Linked DNA regions of Columba livia: region 2 is linked to region 1. The links are chromatin contacts, called in public Hi-C maps. All regions are on one chromosome and are shown on one strand. The core of a region is the stretch at or near the end of the contact, and the rest is flanking DNA. Distances in the headings are between cores, read along the strand shown. Region 1 has its middle 100 kb from the start of HABP2. Region 2 overlaps VTI1A (vesicle transport through interaction with t-SNAREs 1A).

Region 1 (6,749 bases), core at 723-3,222:
CATTTAAATATATTGCATGCTAGTTAGGATTTATATTTTCTATTTGCTTACTTTGTTTGCACTGATGCCTATTGATACAGTGTGAATGCATCAGGTATGGACTCCATTCCCCACCAAGAAGATGCCAAAAGGTGTCACCATGGCCATGGCACTGCTAGTCTCTGTGCAGGCCTTATTCAAGACCTAGGTTAGGATAATCATGCTGCTTACCTCCTTGGTTTAAGAATTATTTTGTATTATAATGAAAGAGGCAATATCTCCATTGGTCCCTGGTAGTGATATAGGAGCTTGTTGGCACCAGGGTCACCCCACTTTGAACCAAGTCTCCTCTCCTGCTCCTCACCCGGCTGTCGCTGTAGACACAGGTCTCTTCAAGCTGCTGTGGTCCCTTAGGACCTCTTGGTACTCTTGAGAGTCCCTCTCGGCTGCTATAAGCATCATCACAACCCACTTCAAGAGGTATTGCTCCTCAGCATCCCTCACACTATGTGTTCATTTTTCTCCTTTCCTGGGTCCTTCTGCATGAACCAACATGTTCATTTTGCTCAAGGCAGCCGGTTCCCAGCTTGCTGGTACCCACCCACTGTCCCCTGCTGCCAGCTCCCACTAACACCTGACAGCTGCCACCAGCTGTGTCACTTGTGTGTCACTTCTGCTGAACAGGCCACTTTACCTGTATGATAGCACATGTTTCTGGTGAATGTGCTGGTGCCCAGGACAATGTTTCTGGCCAAGCCAGCTGCCCTGGGGACAGCAGAAGGCTCTCTGTGTGCCCTGAAGACGCCATGCAGTGCAGGGAGGTGGCATCTTAGCTTGGGTGAATGCCACCAAAAGACACCTTAACAGTGAACAGCAACGGTGCTGGGCATGGAGACTGCAGAAGAGATCTGGTTTTAGTGGCATTTACTGGTCTAATGAACCTTGCTGGAAGCATGCGCTAGTCCCTGCTGCTACCCCACTGGCGGTGGCTGTGACAGGGGCTGGAAGGACTAGTCTGGAGTGCAGGGGTCAGTGAAGCCACTCGCTCCAACACAGGGTGGCAGACAGCCTAACACTCAGGGTGGACACACTGTCTGAAGGATGTTAACAAAATGAAGCTCTTGTTGACTTCTGGAGCCCCATAAATGTTTCCACCTGAGGTAGGAAATAACATGTGGAAGCTGAGGGGACAATATTCCTACTGGTGTAAATTAGATGGTGTCCACCTAGGCCTTCTCTTGCCTATACCCAACCTGGGTATGACAACATCCATACAAGGACTTAGTAAGAGACAGAGTGAGTTACACCAAACTGTTTAAATCTGATTAAACACAGTTTGCCCCATGAGGGTTCATCACTACTGCTTTTACCACTGACTTAAAAGCCCCTCGCTTCTAAACTGCACAATCTAGGGTAAAAGATTTGGAGCAACACACTCTTATTCTGGGATATAGAAGCATGCACACAAGGAATTAATTCATCAGTAGTTAATCTGGAATGATGCCACATGTAGGCAACTCCCCTTTCCACGACTGACAAATATGAGGGAGAGGGGAGAAGAGGCTGTAAAGTATCTTTGATTCCTTTTCCTCCCACTCCCTGTATTCTGCAGCAGCTCTATCCAGTCCTTCATGCAAGTGAAAGGGAGCTTTAATAACAGCTGTTTCCTCCAGTACCCAATGTGCTCTGCAAAAGAGACCATAATCACATTGCCTGGCAGTCTGGGAGGAGGAGGAGGAAGGCTAATGTGGAGGTCTTGCAGTAAAAACCCCTGCGGTGACTGGGGAGGCTGCAGAACATACTTTGCAAGAGCCACGCTCAGGGGCTGCCTTCTGCTGCCAGAGTGCTCCAGGGAGGGCCCCAGCATAACCAAGAGCTGCCTCTGATTTTCCAGCCGCCTGGTGGATTGTGGCATATTGCTTGAAACAGCCACTGAAGCCTGTGCCTGGCCAAGGAACAAGCCAGTTGTTAGAGAGGTTTTTTCCAGTGTCTGAGGCACGCTGGGTTAATCTGTGCCTGGATGGTGGTGTTTGGGAGGCTGGTTTTATTCCATCCCTGCCCTGTCTGCTTTGGAAGAGTCCCTGGAAGAAACAAAACTGCTGGTGTACAGGCAGACGGCTCTATCTCTGTTTACAAGTCGAGGGGGGTTTTTGTGCAAAGCTACCTACCTCCCCGCAAGGGAAGTCTGCTCATACAATGGGAACCTAACAGACTGCATCTGTTTTGTCTTAGTCTAAAGCATTCCTTTCTGGTGCTAACTGGGAACAATTTAGCTGGAATTTCCAATTGAAATGAGCTTTTTAACTTCTATATTGACGATTTAAGTTGTTCTCAGGGAAGGGATCTGCCATGTATTTTACAAATAGGCCAAGCCAAATCTCGATGTTTTTACGAGGTTTTATTCAGACCAAATCTATTTATTTTTCTGAAGTACCAGTCTTTTACTCATACACGGATTTCAATGCAATGCTACGGAGAGTACCTGGTAACAGCCCCTGCTGCAAAAATTTGGATTCCATTCAACTTGAAGAGGTTGAGGAAAATTGTTCAGATGCATCTGCACATTAAATGCAACACAGTCTAAACAAAGAGCAGAACTTTCAGGGTCATTTATACAAGAACAACCAGACTAAAGGTCTAGCTCTGTGTCTGGCAGGAGAAGTCTTATGCTCTGGGATAGCATGCAAGTAAGAGGACAGGATTTCTCCTGCAATTTCTCCTTCCCCTGCAGGCTTTTCCAGCACTCACTGGTTGCAGCATGTCCACCTTGAGTAGTATGTCTACCAGCACCCCTTGATCCTTCTCTCCATGCCTTCACCTCATCCCCTTTTCTAATCCATCTCCCCACATCCTGCAGCAGTGAGCTCCTCGATTTAAATACATTCCTGCCCAGGCTGCAAAGGTGCCCGTGCGCCCACCACCCAAGGACCCTTCCATCCCAAATCCCAGAGACCCTCAGGGCTGCATTGCAGGCATCTGACTGGGATGGGGCAGAGGGAAAAACCTCTCTGAACACTGCTGATTCGTGTCATCTCAAGAGAGGCTCAAACAATGCTGAGCATATGGGTTGAAAATTACAGCCAGTTGTTGAACTTTGCTCACAAACGTTCAGTAAACGTATTTAAGCAAGCCAGTAAGCCTTTGCAGACGAGTGGCTAAGAATAAGAGCCGATTTACATGTGACAGACAAGGAATGGACACAGCAAAAGGAAGCCATGCTGGTGGCTAGGACACAGCTGAGTTAGCATTGAACTCAGATCTCCTAAACTCCATCCCAGGCTTAAAGTGATCTGTGATACATCGGTCTGGGTAAAAACGGATACAGCAGTCTTGTAAGAATAAATATGTCAAAAGCTTGGAAATGCTTGTGGACAGGTAACTTACAAAAATAATACCAGGGTAGAAGAAAAGATAAAAGCTCCTGCACGGAAGAGGAACAAGAGAAGAGTAAAGAGAAAGGGGGAGTAAGGCCTTCCATTAAGTCACTCAAAAAGCCTTGGAGGTCCCTAATGACACCAAGTGTGCAGATACAATTCTGAGCTCCTTCCGTGAACAGGATCTGATGATACTCTGAGAAGTCTCTGCTTGTTCATTAAGGACCCCCATGTTCAGGTCTTGGTGAAGCTATTCCTCAAAACCAGAAATAACAAATTGTTTGAAGGGCTTCAAGCCCTGCTCTACAGCGCTTCTCTGGTCCTGTGAACATTACAGTTTTTTCCTCCCTGCTTTCAGGTTGATTTCGTTAAATGGGGAACACGGGTGCTGCTCTGCCGCCTGCCCTGTCTTCAGCACAGACTGCTTGCAGTCAGGATCTCTGCTCAAAACCGGAGGCCCAAAGGGTCATGTTCCCTCCCAGCTCTTGCACCAGGACTTTGCTCCAATGAATTCTGCAGCTGTGCCAGAAAGTCCCAGACCTGCCTAATTCACTATCCACATGTGCAGGGAGAAAAAAACACAACGAAAAACACACCTACTTCCCCTTGCCAAAAAACTTAAATAAGTCATAGGCATCAATCACTCCCTAACATGCACATTTTTATTCTCAAACAGCTTCATTTAGAGTGTTTTAATATAGAACAGCCTGACAATAACAATGCCTCCTAAATAGCTGTATGGGACTCTTTAGTCAATAGTACATACAGTAAATATTTATTATAACGTAACACAGGTTCTGTTTGTTTCTGTTTGTTTTTGCTTTTTATACTTTGCATTTGATGTGAGTGGGAGACACACCAAATATTGTAAATATTTATAAAGTATTCAGATTTGATATTATTTGCTCAGGTACAAATGGCTCCAGTTACTAGACTGTCACAAATGAGAAAACCACAAATACAGAGCAGCACTGAATGAAAACACAGTGGAAACATGACACAACCACATCTACGGACTGCAGTAAACATTCCTCACGAGAAGGAACTAAATAAAGGTGCAAATATCTTTTTAAAGAGCTGTTTTGGCAGATATTTTAGAGACATCAATTTAGTGACAGGGTTTTTGTTCCCCACCTTCTAAGTGTCACAAAAATATCTTAAGTCTAAACTTACGTGCAATTAGCTTTTGGCTATTTTGTTTTTAAAGAAAACCTCAACACAAGAGTGCAGATAGATGGATAAGATGAGGTGGGGTTCTTTTTTTAAGACATTCAGTCTTGCTTTGCAAGATAAACACCCCTTTAGACAAATCACCTGAAGAGCCATGAATTTTGTTATTTGTTCAAGGCAGCCCATCAGGAGGGGCACGGACCTGCTGTCATTCCAAATTCACTTGTGGGGGCACTACTAGACCTGTCCTGCTAGTCAGCGGTATTTGCTTACCTTAGCGATTTCCTCCAGCTCTGATGTCTGTAAACCTTTTACCATTTCAGGTGAAACCTCTTCAGGTTGGGGATGAACAGAGGATCTGGCACCAAGCTTTCTTGTGCAGTGCCGGTTTGGCTGTGCTGTGAGAGCCCCCTCTCCCATCCCTGTGGGGCAAGCCCAGCATCACTACCTCCTGGCCTTACCCCCTCTGATTCACAGCACTGCCCTCTAAAGACGTTGACCCCAGTGAAGCCAAGACCCATGTCCATCACCACGCAACAGGACACAGCAGATTCCCACAGGCATTTGGGGATTCCCTCTCCCCCCGCAACACAGCAGCACTGAAATCTAGCACTGATAGCACTGTTGTGGTCTGGGTTTCCCGATCCATCACAGTTGTTTCTCTCCACAGTTTTCATCAGGCACGATTCAGAAGGATTTTTCTAAGGCTGGTGGATGTGTTGGTTTGAGTCATAACCAAGGATCTGAACTGCAGACGAAGTTCCAGGCTGGTTTGTGTTTTATCCTGAGCTATTTGCCCAGTGCTAGTTTCTCTTTTAAACTTGCTACAAACGATATTTTTTCCTCACTGATCATACTTGGTGTATCATTTATTTCCATGGAATAACCCCTCTGGATAAAGCGTGATGGAGTAAATACCAGAGATAAACAGAGAAAACATCTGGAATATGTTTTTCTCTCCAGCTGATTCATCATTTCAAAATGTACTTTAGGCTGAACTGGTAGCCCAGATTTCAGTCATTTTTTTCCTCATTTTTTGTGATTATTCCTTTTTATAACCAAGTTCTCTTCTTCCACTCACTAGAAACTCTCCTCTTGCTTTACAGTTCTCCCCATAATGTAGTAGCAGCAATGTATTATTGGCATGGCCTGTAGTTCGAAGTTGCTGGATTCCTCTTTTCAAGTGTATCCCTTGCAAGGTCCAAAAAAGAAGTTAATGACAGCATTAAAACCACCTGTGAATGGTCATTCAAATGCCATGTTTAAATTAATGATAAGTAATCTACACCCTCCCAAAATCCTGACTGACAGGTGGGTTTGCTTTCTCTCCTTCCAAACTATGGGCTAGGTACTAAAAATAAAGTGAAATAACACTCAGGTGCTAAACAGATTATGACTCACAGCTGGAGGCAAAGGAATTGCAACTCTATCCCAATTACACTAATTTAATTGGGTGTTAAAAAAATCCTGGGTTCCCAACAGTAGTAGCCAAGGCAAGATTGTAGACATTGAACAGGCAAGGGAGCCATCTTGTTTTTAATGCTTTTCTGGTGCTGGGAGAAATGCCTACCCAGGCATGAGTTCTTTCATCTGAAATTAGTACATAACAATAATGTTTCTCTAAGCAGCAGAGCAACGACTTAATGTGGGAAATGAAGTCGCAGCCCCGTGTGACACCAGTGTTGCTGCTGCCTCTGTAGGCAGAGGCTCAGTGCTGGGAGGGAGGGGGTCAGGGTACCCCCAGTCCATCCCCTCCATCCTCCAGGTCCACAGCGCTGGAACGGACTCCAGGTATGAGGAACAAGGGCTTTTTGACAGGCTTTGCCACCTTTGGGCATGGGGACATTGATGCTTTCTCACCCTGCTCTGAAAATAAGGGTGACAGCACTGGGCAGGGCCCCAACACCCAAAGGAGATGTGCTCCCCATTGCTGGGGAGCACATGTGCTCATCCCAAGCCCATCCTACAAGAGTCTGCAGTGGGCGACGAGCTTCATCACAGCCCCAAAGGGGATGTGAGGACCTTTAAACCCACACAGCGTGTGGGTGCTGTGTGCTGTTGTGGCCGGAGAAGGCAGCACATAACCCTGCTGGCCTGGGGAGCAGAGAGCTGAAGGCAGGATGCGCTCTCCTGCTGGGTGGAAGAAAAGGGAATTACTTCCTCCCTGGGAATACCCTCCTGAGGCTTTTTCCTTCCCCTTTGGTAAAGATGAAAGAAACACAGTCC
Region 2 (6,054 bases), core at 1,803-4,302, 380 kb after region 1:
AAACACCATGAAGTACACAAGCGTACACAAGGCATTTGTAAAGCTGTTGGCTGCTCTCGAATATTTGCTGTTCCGTGAAGACGCAAACGTGGTGCAGAGCTGCGTGGCCCTGGGGCAGCTTTGGGACAGCTGCTCTGGTTGTCCCCTTTGAAGAGGACATGATACCAGGGCTGTGTCCCAGCACCCATGGTCACCAGAGAGAAGAGGAGGCTCTGGTGCCTCCTTACAAAATGATGCAGTTCCACACTCCAAACCTCCCACCTCCAGCAGCACATGATAAAGAGAAAGAATAAATGGTTCAGGCTTTGAGATTTCCAAATAACAAGATCGGTGTTAAACAGCACTAATTATCAGCTGGAAGCCTCATCTGATAACTGGTTTGAAAAGTCAGAGACTGGCAATTTCGTTTCTTCAGACGGGGAAAATATTTTTAAGGGTGTTGCTTCAGCATCGGCCCACTTAATTATTACTGTCAGTGTGGTAACTCTGTATTGAAAACTGTATTTTTTTCACTAAAGCCACCGGAATAATTTTCCCCCCAAATTAATGTAATGATACAGCCAAAAACCTAATTGATATTGGTGAGCAATACAATTCCAACATATTATTTTCTTGGTTTTTGAAACATAAATGGCAGGCGCAGCTTTGACTGAATGGACCTCTTTATGCTTTAACAGGCGGTTTTATTGGCCCAGACTCCAACCTATAACAAGCACAATTGCAAAAGCAATACATTTTTAATTGAAAAATTCATGTATTTTTACTATGGAAGTGACTCAAATAACAAGTAACTTTGTCAGGTAAAGGGCTTTTAAAACAATTTTTATATATGGAATGTTGTTTAGAAATTATATTCTCACCATAGCCGCACTTATAGGTGGCTATTAAAAGAAAAAATAGGTATTGTTTAAAGCATACTTTACTAGAGCTTGTTTTTTTTAATATATTAAAGAACAGATAAAGCTCAGTGATCAGTGAGCCGTATGTGTCCAACAGCCCTTCAAGAGCCTTGTGGAAATGTATAAAACAAGCAGTGATACAATCCTTTGCCAAACACTGTCATAAATTTTTTATTTGGCAGCTAACATTCTCACTAGTTTTCTTGGCAGCAATTGGGACCTTTAGCAAGAAAGGTGCAGGAGAAAAATACCTTGTTTAGAGATGTTTTCAACACTTTCTGGGATTTTTCAGAACTTGTGCCTGCAGCACATTTTACAACCACGGTCTCCAGTCACCTGATGAGTAGGTGGTGGTTTTAAACCTTTTTTTTTTAAGTATAGACAGCCTCCTACCCCCCTCTGGCCTTCAGCCTCGGATGCGAGTGTGGAGGGGGGCTGTTTGTGTTCCACAGGGATACCGGTGGTTGCTCCTCTCTGTCTAGACAAAAAAACCTTGAAAATAATATCAGAATGTACCTTTCATTGCTCCTGATACTATCTGCATCATATTCCCGCATGACAGAGATAAATGAAAGGCAAGCACGTGCTGATCACTTTTGCATTTTTCTTGGGAGGTCTGTGCAGAAAAGCTGGTCACGGGTGCTGCCACCCTGGTCGGCCGGTGGACTGGCTGATAAAGAGAGTTGTGAAACAGATTTCTGTACCCAGATCCGCTCTTCTGGGGGTTGTTTTGTCTTGTTTTTAAAAAAGATATACTAAACTTGACAGCCTTCCTCCATGCACCCAGATATGCTGAAAACATGGCTCCGGCAGTACTGTGGTTTGGGCTACACTGGGCAGAATGAAATAGCAGGCTCTTACCAATTCACTTATGGAGCAGATGTTTTATATTTTGATACTTCATTGATTCAGAATAGAAATAAGATGAACCTATTTTACACCTCAGCAACTTCTTCCAAGTCTTTCGCAACAATAAGATTTATTTCAGTCCTTCACATAGCCATGAAGGCAACAGATTGTCTTGAACAAACGTTGACCGGGAAAAGTATGTTTTCCGTATTTACCTCAAATTAGGAAGGTTGGAATTTAGTTTTAGACAGCATAGATTGCTTTAAACTCACGCTTAATTAAAGTAATGAAGTGACACCTACAAACACAAGCTAATAGGCTTCCTCACAGCTTGTGTTCCAGTTTTGCCTCTCGTGTTTACCAGGGGCATCATCCCCTCAAGAACTTTACAGAGCACACACAGACATCTAGTGGCTGGTGAAAACACTGCAAGCGTGTCATTGCATCCGATACAGCTCCACTGGAGAGGACAGCCAAGCTATGCCAGGTACGAACCGAGCCAGTTTTGTCGCTGTTACAACTATGGATGGGCAATCAAACAGGGAGAGAATTGCTCCCTTTGTGCCATCTCATGTAATCATGCTGCCTCTGGTGAGAGAGCTGCTGTCTTCCCAAATTTCCCTCATCACTTTTCACTTCAGTCTGAGCTGGTTTTGCCTTTCTTATCAGTACCAATAGATTTCTCTCTCCTTGCTACTACTTCATTTTAGTTAAAACCTGAAGAGCTTAGTTATGTAATATCATCTGAAAGGTTCTCTGAACATGGCTACACGCAACTGAAGTCTGTTGGAAAGCGACAGATCAATGTGATTTTACAGACAACAAAATACACACACGAGGAAAAAAACACACAGTCAATAATAAGTTCTGAATCACTAGTAGAGGAATATGACTTGCTCTCCAGCCTGCATCGATCAGTGGAAGGATGCCTAAAACTTCAGTGGGGTTCAAGTCCCACATCTGCAAAGGAGATCAAGAACCACAGTTTTGCGCAGTGTTGTAAGAACTCAGCGCCCTGATTCTGCTCTCAGTTACACCATTTTAAATCAAGCGGTACTCAGCGGTGTCATAACCCTGCACATCTGTGTCAGACCCTGTGTTGCAAGGGCAGACTCGATGCCAAGAATGCAAAACAGATGTTGCTTTCCTAATGTTTTCTCGTTGTCATTTAAGTTGTTTTCGTGGGGTTCTGTTTTCATTCTGCTGAGTGAAACAGGTCGACAGGACTTTTCAGAGGGCAGACTGAAGGAATGGCTCTGCATCTTCCTTTTTATTTTGTGTGCATGTGTGAATATGCATAGACTTTGAGTTACAACTGGGAATAATCTCTTTTTTTAAGCTTCATTTGAGCTATGCTCTGCTCCCTTGGGGCAAAGTGAAAGGTAGCTATTTGCGGATGGGAAAAAGGGCTTTTGTGAGCAGCAAAACTGCATCACCAAACAGCTTAAGAAAAAGATTTTTTTAAAGTTATTTTTTTACCACAATTTTAAGAGGAAACAGGGATAAATATATCTTTTTTTTGCATGTTGACTCATTAACAAATTTAGCAATAAACACTTTATAATTAAGTCCATTAGTTTACTGCTGTCCAGAAGTTTCTTAATACTCTTCGCACAGAAGGTTTTGGAAAACGTAAAACTGAGAAATGGTGAAGGCAAATCCCAACAGCTTGCTCAAGCAAATCTAGCCGAGGCTTAAACTCACTTCTGAACACTGAAATTTGAGATGCCGTATCAAATAAACAGCTCTTTTTCCCTGCAGAGAAAAAACTGGGTGTAGCTAACCTAGTGCATAATAGGTTTATTCTCATTCACAAAACAGGAATTACTTTATGGCCCCAAAGTAAAACTAGCACAGAAATATACTGGCAGATTTGCTGCAGATGTGTGTTGTGACACGTATGCAGGGAATCTGCTATTAATCACATGCTAAGATTTTAATATTATGTAGGGTAATGCAGGCAGTCATTATCGTGAAGGTTCTGGATTCATAAAAGCCTAGCTCACAAATGGGGCTTTTAAATTTAATACATTTGAGCTCACACACGGCACCAGTTGAATTCCCTGATTTGCCCCCCACCCCGCTTCGCTCCCCCCTACGTACATTTATTTCAGTATCTATTGTGCATTTCTTTTTGTGCTTGTGCTCTGCTCCTTTTCTTGCAACACGTGACAGTTGTTGGGGAAAGTGCAGCTTTTCAATTTTCCCGTTTACCGGACTATGACAGGAATGTTCTTCTTAGAGGGGCTGTTTGTGAGACCCTTGGACACGTACCGAGCACAGGAAACGGTCTGGCTCATATGCTGGAAAAGCCATCCTTCACCTGGATCCTTCAAAACTTGCGTCCGAACATAACTACAACCTACGTATCCGCACCCAGGCTAAGATTATTACGGACAATTATACTGTGGAAATGCATAATTCTGACAAAACAATCAATCACGTTACTTCTCACAATTTCAGTTCACCCCTAAAATTTTCCTTACCTCCAAAGCCAGCTGGATATTATATTACCAAAGCTGTTGAAAGGGTGTAACACTAACCATGAAGCCAAAGGCCACTAAAACTATGCAATGCATAAATTTTTATTGTTTGCTCAGCATTGAAATCTCATTAGGGCTCATAACTCATCGGCACACTGCAAACATTTGCATCTGCTGATCATGAGAACTTCGATGGAATGTACACCTTTGGCTAATTTACTTGTTATGTTTTTAGATGAGACTCTGTGTGTCGCTTTTTATTTTCTTTTTTAAAAATGTCCTTACATGGTTGTGAGTTGAACGTCCACTTTTTAAACTAAATACATTAAAACTTTCATTTGCGGTTTCTCAAGGTTGTTCTGTTGCTGGCAAATTTCATGATCATCATTTTACAAAAGCTTGATTTGACTTAGTATTCAGGGTAATCATTGTTTGAAAACTGTGCCCCATAGAGCATTTCACTTCATTCATCCTTTCTGCTTTATGCAGTCACATTTTAATTAGATTAAAATTTGTCCTCCAATTAGCTTTCATTAAAGTTTATAGATTACAGCAAAAAGCTCCACTGAGCTGTGCTTCAAAACTGTGCCTAAAGTTTAAAATGAAATAACTGTGCAAATGAAGTGATTATGAAGATTATTACTATGCAAAAAAACATCAGTCGCTTCTTGGTTTACTTATACATTTAACTCTGTAATTTATTTTGCTGACTTCAATACCTCTGTGCTCTCCAGAGTAGTCATCATAACAATACCTTACAGTTACAGGATACCTTTCATTCCTCAGGATCCTTAGGGGCCTGATTCTGCCGACCCTATGCACACCAGCAGACCCGCTGCAGTCCCTGAAACTATGTGAGCAAGCGCTACTCGCTGCCTGTGAACCAGACCCCAACCACAGGCCAGACCCTGCTTTCAGATACCCGCGCAGCATTACTGTGGCTTCACACAGCTCTGAATGCAAACCAGATATGAACGTTATGTAAAAAGTCCTTTCACCTACTTCTGGGTGAGATGTGGCAGCTGTTCAATGGTGCATGGTTACGGGGCTCATCTCTTTAAGTGAAGGTGCAAAGACAGATACTTCCCCCCCGCCTAGTTAAAACTGCAGAGAAAACTAAGAGTGTAATTATCCAAAGAGGAAACAACTCAGTAGGACACTGGGACTGCCTCTCTCCTGTCATTCACATCTTCAGATGCGACACTGCCAAGTATCAGATGCCCAGTTGCTAATACCCACTGCACATGCAAATTTACTATGTGCTGAAGGCAATATAAAGTTTACAGTTCACCAGGCTGATCCTACAACCATAGCAGACATTTATTCTGGAGCAATCTCTCAGTGGAACACATGGGAGTCCGTGTTGGAGCAGAGCTCCACAGAAATGGATCTGTTTGCAGGAAATTCTCTTCCAATAGCAAGGGCTATAAATATATATACATATTTAAAATTAAAAAAAAAAAAAAAGAGAGAGACACAGCCAACATCTTAAAACTAAAAATAGAGACACTTGGGTTACAAAACCAAGAACCTGTCTTTGCTCTAGTAATATATTTCCAACTGGAGGAACGCAGTCGAAAACAAGTATTTTACTACAAAGGTAGTTAATACGCACGAGAGAACAATTTCAGCAAAATGCAGAAGTGTTAAAAACAGTCTTTCCTATTTTTCATGTGCTAATTGGTTGAATAATCATTAATAAATCTTCACATCTCTGAGGTAACTAGCGTTATTCTCACTTAGCAGATGGCAAAACTACATTTTAAGGGTGTCATAGGCCAGAGGGGAGTTTATAGTTTAAATGTTCCGACTCCATGCCCTGT

The links. A called contact is a pair of places that touch in the nucleus more often than the background predicts.
Region 2: a contact with region 1 is called in a Hi-C map of crop, with 2.7 times the contacts expected there. The contact joins two enhancer-like sites. A contact is called at or near these places in 2 of 2 Hi-C or Micro-C datasets (crop and liver).

What each region holds. Positions count from the first base shown.
Region 1 is chr6:9,624,424-9,631,172 of bColLiv1.pat.W.v2, forward strand. No RefSeq gene overlaps it. Among named protein-coding and RNA genes, the nearest start is that of HABP2, 100 kb to the left of the region's middle. Within about 2 kb of position 1,973, at least 2 of the 3 cell types and tissues checked have an H3K27ac peak away from gene starts, as active enhancers do.
Region 2 is chr6:10,008,314-10,014,367 of bColLiv1.pat.W.v2, forward strand. The region is part of intron 8 of VTI1A (vesicle transport through interaction with t-SNAREs 1A); the gene reads right to left. Among named protein-coding and RNA genes, the nearest start is that of TCF7L2, 78 kb to the left of the region's middle. Within about 2 kb of position 3,053, at least 2 of the 3 cell types and tissues checked have an H3K27ac peak away from gene starts, as active enhancers do.